2 separate regions of the Zea mays genome follow, and region 2 is linked to region 1. The links are chromatin contacts, called in public Hi-C maps. All regions are on one chromosome and are shown on one strand. The core of a region is the stretch at or near the end of the contact, and the rest is flanking DNA. Distances in the headings are between cores, read along the strand shown. Region 1 holds the start of LOC103637423 (myosin-17). Region 2 holds the start of LOC103636230 (Protein PLASTID MOVEMENT IMPAIRED 1-RELATED 1).

Region 1 (2,852 bases), core at 225-2,724:
ATAAAGCTGCTACACAGTAAAGTACATTGTAAGCACTCTGGGCCATAAACTGAACTCTGAAATTATGAAGAACTAAAAAGCAAACTAAACAGGGGTGTGACAGACTTCAGCAGCAGGGCAACACATACCGTCTTCCCCTTGGTTGTGTGAACATGGGCATTTTGACCATCAATTCGGAATACCTCACCATCAACCCAGGACAAGTCTTTATCTTCCACCCATACATGAGAACCTATGACAATGTTTAACATTGAAGCCTGCAAAATGTCACAAGCGACAGATTTAACCTGTGAAATTGCATTCCAGGTGGATCAGCAGATTAGCATACATGTGCATCAAATTATTGCACCTCAATGGACTGCAAAAAGTAAGTGGGTTTCACAGAGCAGAACATGTATATCGACTACACATCAACTTTCTTATATAATAATCCAGGTCCGATCGCATGTAATGTATAGCTTATTACAGCAATGTCCATTTCTATCCTGAAACTAAACCAGGAGCAAATTAGGGCCTTATACAGTTCGTTTGATCCCCCAGAGTTAACTGAACTTTACTTCATTCAACTCCATATGGCTAAATATACCCAGTAAATTGAGCTAGTGCTTTAACATGTTATTCCGCTCGGAACTCAGTTATTCTGACATGATCCGGACTGCCAGCGCAAATGAGCTACTTGTGATGGCTCCATTCTGCTTTTGCACGAGAAAACTATAATTCAGCTTATCCAACAAATGTACCAGAGAAATCGAACCAGCTCGTGGCTTCAATAAATTGAATTGAAAGCTCCAAATTCCGGAAAAGGCCAACTCCAAACTCACTTCACTTTCCCCAAAACACGAGTTGCAAAACCACAGAATACTGCTCCAAACCCAGCCAAAAACAGACGCCAACGGAAGAAGACAATCTCGCACTCGGACACATCAGCATCATAACAAACAAACAGAAACATAAGGGCCAGCGACGCACCATGATTCATCTGCGGGCGATCGAGCCGCCCCGCCCTGCCTCAACGGACTGGCCCAGACAGGAGCTGCGATGGAACCGGACGGGAGGAAACGCGGCTCGGTCTGCGGCGGCAGCTGCGGCGCCGACGGGCGATCTCCTCCCCTGGGTCACTCGCCGATCGCCTTTGCGGCAGCGCGATCCGCCCCCGGGAACGCGTGGCGCCCGTGGTGGAGGCTCACGGCGGTGGCAGCAGCACAAGCGACGCGGAGGCGGGTGGGGTGGTGGTGAAGGGGACGCGACCGCGGGCACGACAGGAGGAGAGAGACGAGGTGGTGGGGGGGCGAGGGGAGCCACAGCCCACGGCCAGGCGAAGCCAGCCGGGCGTCATGTAACGCAATTAGAAAAATGGGGATTAATCTGCGACGCCCGCTCGCGATCGGGTCGTCACCACGACCGCACCAGCCCGGCTGCACGCGCGCGACACTTCTACTGCCGTTTGGTCCGGAACGGGGTGGGTTGAGTCGAAACTGATCCATTTTTGTTGGTTGAACGGGACTAGTTCTTATTTGGTTTAAGTGGTGAATTAAACCTAATTTTTTGTTTGGTTACCGCTTACCGGGTTGAATTAGGTTCGAGTTGCACCGTCTCTTATTTGGTTTCATGATGAGGGATGAATGAAGGATGAACTGAATATCACCTTCCTGGTCACATTACCACACTAAGGATAATATCTTTAATTCCAAATGAGATTACAACATTCAAAATAAATGAAACCAACGCTATTTCAGAATTTGAGAAATACATAAGCACAACGAAAGATGGGGCCGCTACTTCTCACCTGGTGGTGTCGGTAGGGGATATGGAGGTGGTATTGGTGGATGGTGGCAGGGGCTGATCACAGCACAACAACGTCGTTGGGAGGCGTAGACGGGGGCGTAGCGCGCCGGAGGATAGATCGATGTGGGAGTCCAACGACTGGAGAACACGCCGACGCCGGAGAACACGCCGGAGTGGGGGGGCGAGGGGAGCCACAACGAAAGATGGGGCCGCTACTTCTCACCTGGTGGTGTCGGTAGGGGATATGGAGGTGGTATTGGTGGATGGTGGCAGGGGCTGATCACAGCACAACAACGTCGTTGGGAGGCGTAGACGGGGGCGTAGCGCGCCGGAGGATAGATCGATGTGGGAGTCCAACGACTGGAGAACACGCCGACGCCGGAGAACACGCCGGAGTGGGGGGCGAGGAGAACACTAAGGATGATATCTTTAATTCCAAATGAGATTACAACATTCAAAATAAATGAAACCAACACTATTTCAGAATTTGAGAAATACATAAGCACAACAAAAGATGGGGCCGCTACTTCTCACCTGGTGGTGTCGGTAGGGGATATGGAGGTGGTATTGGTGGATGGTGGCAGGGGCTGATCACAGCACAACAACGTCGTTGGGAGGCGTAGACGGGGGCGTAGCGCGCCGGAGGACAGATCGATGTGGGAGTCCAACGACTGGAGAGCACGCCGACGCCGGAGAACTCTTACGGCGGGCATGGTCGGGGCGCAGCGCGCCGAAGGGCAGGCCGACGGGGGAGCCGATGACTAAAGAACAGGCCGGCGGCGGTGGTGCGCCCCTCCGCAGGCTGCACTTGGGTGAAGATATGGTGTGGCCGCGTGGGTGAAAGGAGGGGTGGAGAGGGAATGGGTCGAAGTGGTTCGCTTGTTTTTTGAGGAATCCCTAGAACCTGCATCTTAAAGAATTATTTTGACCCAGAACCAACCTAACTCGCGAACTTTTTGAACCAAACACGGGTTGACCTGCATCAACCCGCTAACCAAACACACACGAAGGAGAGCGGGTTCAGCATGGCTCTAGACCAAAATTCTAACAAGAAACTAAATTAGAGA
Region 2 (2,773 bases), core at 149-2,648, 230 kb after region 1:
CTCCATGCTCCACAACATTGAACTCCACCGTGCCCCAATCGCCATCTGGATGCACCGAGTCCCCCTTTTTAACCTCTACCGATGTGCAGTGCTTTGCCTCCGGAGACCCCTCTTCCGTGCAGTCCGGTGCTGCCAGCTCCTCCTTCCTCGCATCAGGAACCCCGTCAGCAACAGAAGAAGGCACCGGCCTGGCAGACCTCAAGCTGGGCAGCACCTCGTGGAGAACCCTCACGTCCCTGCTCCGCGCGGGCAAAGGCGTCGGCGCTTGCACTGACACTGGCCGCGCCATCGACCCGCGCCGCAGCCCCGCCACTTCCCCGCCCATGTGCTGCTCGCTGGCGCCGCCGCCCGCGAGGAGCGAGCAAGAGAAGGTTACGTTAAGCCGCGCGCCGCGGGCGGGGCCGGACAGCCGGAAGCTGGTGCTCCACTTCCCGAAGCCGGAGTCGCCGCCGTCCTCGAGATCGTCGAACGAGAGCGGGAGAAGGCGGGTGAGGTCGACCTCGTGCTTACCGAGGTCGAGAGTGGAGGCGGCGACGGAGACAGCAAAGGCGCGGGGCTCGTACTTGACGACGGCCTTGGCGCCGCGGGAGAAGTAGACCGGGGAGCGCAGCGTGAGCGCCTCCTCGAACGCGGCGGCGCCGAGGGCGGCCGCGACGGGGCGGGTGGAGGCGGACACGGACATCCGGCGGAAGTGGACGGAGACCGCGGACCCATCGAGCGCGGCGGGGAGGCCGTCGACGGAGTGCACGTGCAGCGCGAACGCGCAGTCGACGCGGCGGCGGCCCAGGTGCGAGATGGCGGTCAGGGACTTCTTCCAGAAGGAAGACGAAGATGAGGATGAGGACGAGGAAGTGGAAGCGGAGGAGCTGGCGGTGGGCGGCAGGAGCTTGCGCGACGAGGAGGAGGAGAAGGAGGGCTTGAGCCGGGGCTTGTGGCGCTGCTGCTCGGTGGCGGCGGGGGACGGGGATGGGAGCGGCAGGGAGCGGCGGCGGCGGGCGGAGGGGTCGAGGGAGAGCGCCTTGTGGAGCGTGACGATGTCGCGGGCGAGGGCGGCGTCACCCGCGTCGTCCCTGCGGCGGTCGCCGCCGCCGACGTGGGGAAAACGAGACGACATAGCTGACGCGCTTGGGGATGGGTCGGGTTGGTGGAATTTCGGGAAGCGATTTGATGGGGCGGCGCGGCCGGCGACGTGGGGACGGCACGCAGACGCAGACGGGGGGAGCGGAGCGGGGGATGCGTTGCTTTGGTGGTGCGTTTTGTTTTGTCGTTGCTACTGCACTGGGTATTCGAATTCCGCTGGGCGTGGGCAATGCGCTTGCCTCGGCTCGTCGCTTTGTTTGTTTGTGAGCTGGATGGAGGATGGGGTGCTTCAGTGGGTTGGTCACGGTAGTGCGTTGATGATTTGGAAGTCGGAATTGAGGGCCAATTCGAAACTGAGCTGTTTTTGTTTCCTTTGTTTTGTTCAGTTAAAACCGTGGTCGTGTGTGCAGTCGCAGACGACTGACGAGCTCTTGAATGGAAACGAATAACGGACGTAGTGGATTTGAACTGGAGCCATAAACTCCCGCTTCAATTGTACTAGGAAAATATTATTGATTCCAAACTTGCGGGACCAGGATACATCCATCCATCCATCCATCCATCAAAGAGCTTTACTGGAAACAAATCGTGTACTCAGAGGAGAGGAGGAGGCAAATAAGGCCACTATTTACAGAATTCAGGGAGATACTCCTTCTCAAAGGAAAAATGTTTGTGATTGAACAAAAGATCATGCTAGAAAAATTATTTATTAAAACAGTACTTCTTCCGATTTTTTTATATGACGCTGCTTAGTTTAAAATTGAATTGATCAGCGTCATATATAAACGAAAGGAGGTAGTAGTTTCTACCTTTAGTGTTCACGTAAATTAATAGGTATAGAAACTGCTAGCTGTAGAAAGTAATTTTTTTATGAAAACGTGATTTCTACGTATAGTATATGTGGTTGAGCATTAGAACTGGCCTTAACCAACTAACTAAGCGAACCATATTTAAGAGCTAACTTTCTTAGCTCCAACTAAATCAAGTCCAATGCTAATTCTTTCTCGCCCGGCAACTTTGTTGTCAGTGTCATTTTCGACGGATGCTGCTAGGTGTGCGTCAACATCAGGGAGTAGGTGGCCCCGAGGTTTCTGTCAACGCATATGCTAGACTAGCTTGGGGAGCGTTTTGATTCACTAAGGTCTTGTTCGTTTACGTCGGATTGCACCCGGAATCGTTCCGCTAAACAAAGTTTATATAAATTAGAGAAACAATCCAGTTAGCAATCGTTCCGACCCACCAATCCGACACAAACGAACAAGGCCTAATCCGGATCACGATGGCTCCTGCCTCCTGGCTCCGTGATGGTTGGTAGCTGGTTTTAGCGAGCGGTCACTTTTCGAAAGCTCTAATTCTGGCGCTGTTAATAACTTGTGCACGGGCACATAATCACTTTTGATTGGAGTAGTCGTGACTCGGGAGCGACCAGTTTGAATTTGAATGGCTTGTGGAGGCGCATTATTGCTTATCGTTGGTACTGCCACTACTTCGTGCTCGGTTCCAGTCTTCAGATGCTATGCTATTGTGGGCCAACGTAATCCGTGCATGCTTTTCTCCTGGGTTTCTCAGTTGTCAATTTTTAATGACACACGGCCCACTTACGCTGATATTTCTGTCCCCGCATTTTAATAATAACTAGAATCGTATTTAGGCCTTTTCATTAGTTCAACGAATATACTAAGGTGGTGTTTGG

Evidence for each region. Hi-C and Micro-C count contacts between places; a contact is called where the count stands out from the background.
Region 2: a contact with region 1 is called in a Hi-C map of tassel, with 3 times the contacts expected there. The contact joins the promoter of LOC103636230 here to the promoter of LOC103637423 in region 1. A contact is called at or near these places in 13 of 25 Hi-C or Micro-C datasets (ear, endosperm, leaf and 3 more) and 2 of 3 datasets of contacts at active chromatin or transcription factors (leaf and seedling).

The regions. Positions count from the first base shown.
Region 1 is chr8:158,815,726-158,818,577 of Zm-B73-REFERENCE-NAM-5.0, forward strand. It overlaps LOC103637423 (myosin-17), which reads right to left and starts at 1,475. Exons shown (of 47, transcript XM_020542474.2): 1 at 970-1,475; 2 at 129-257. The coding sequence starts at 972.
Region 2 is chr8:159,041,944-159,044,716 of Zm-B73-REFERENCE-NAM-5.0, forward strand. It overlaps LOC103636230 (Protein PLASTID MOVEMENT IMPAIRED 1-RELATED 1), which reads right to left and starts at 1,399. Exons shown (of 2, transcript XM_008658584.2): 1 at 1-1,399. The coding sequence starts at 1,114.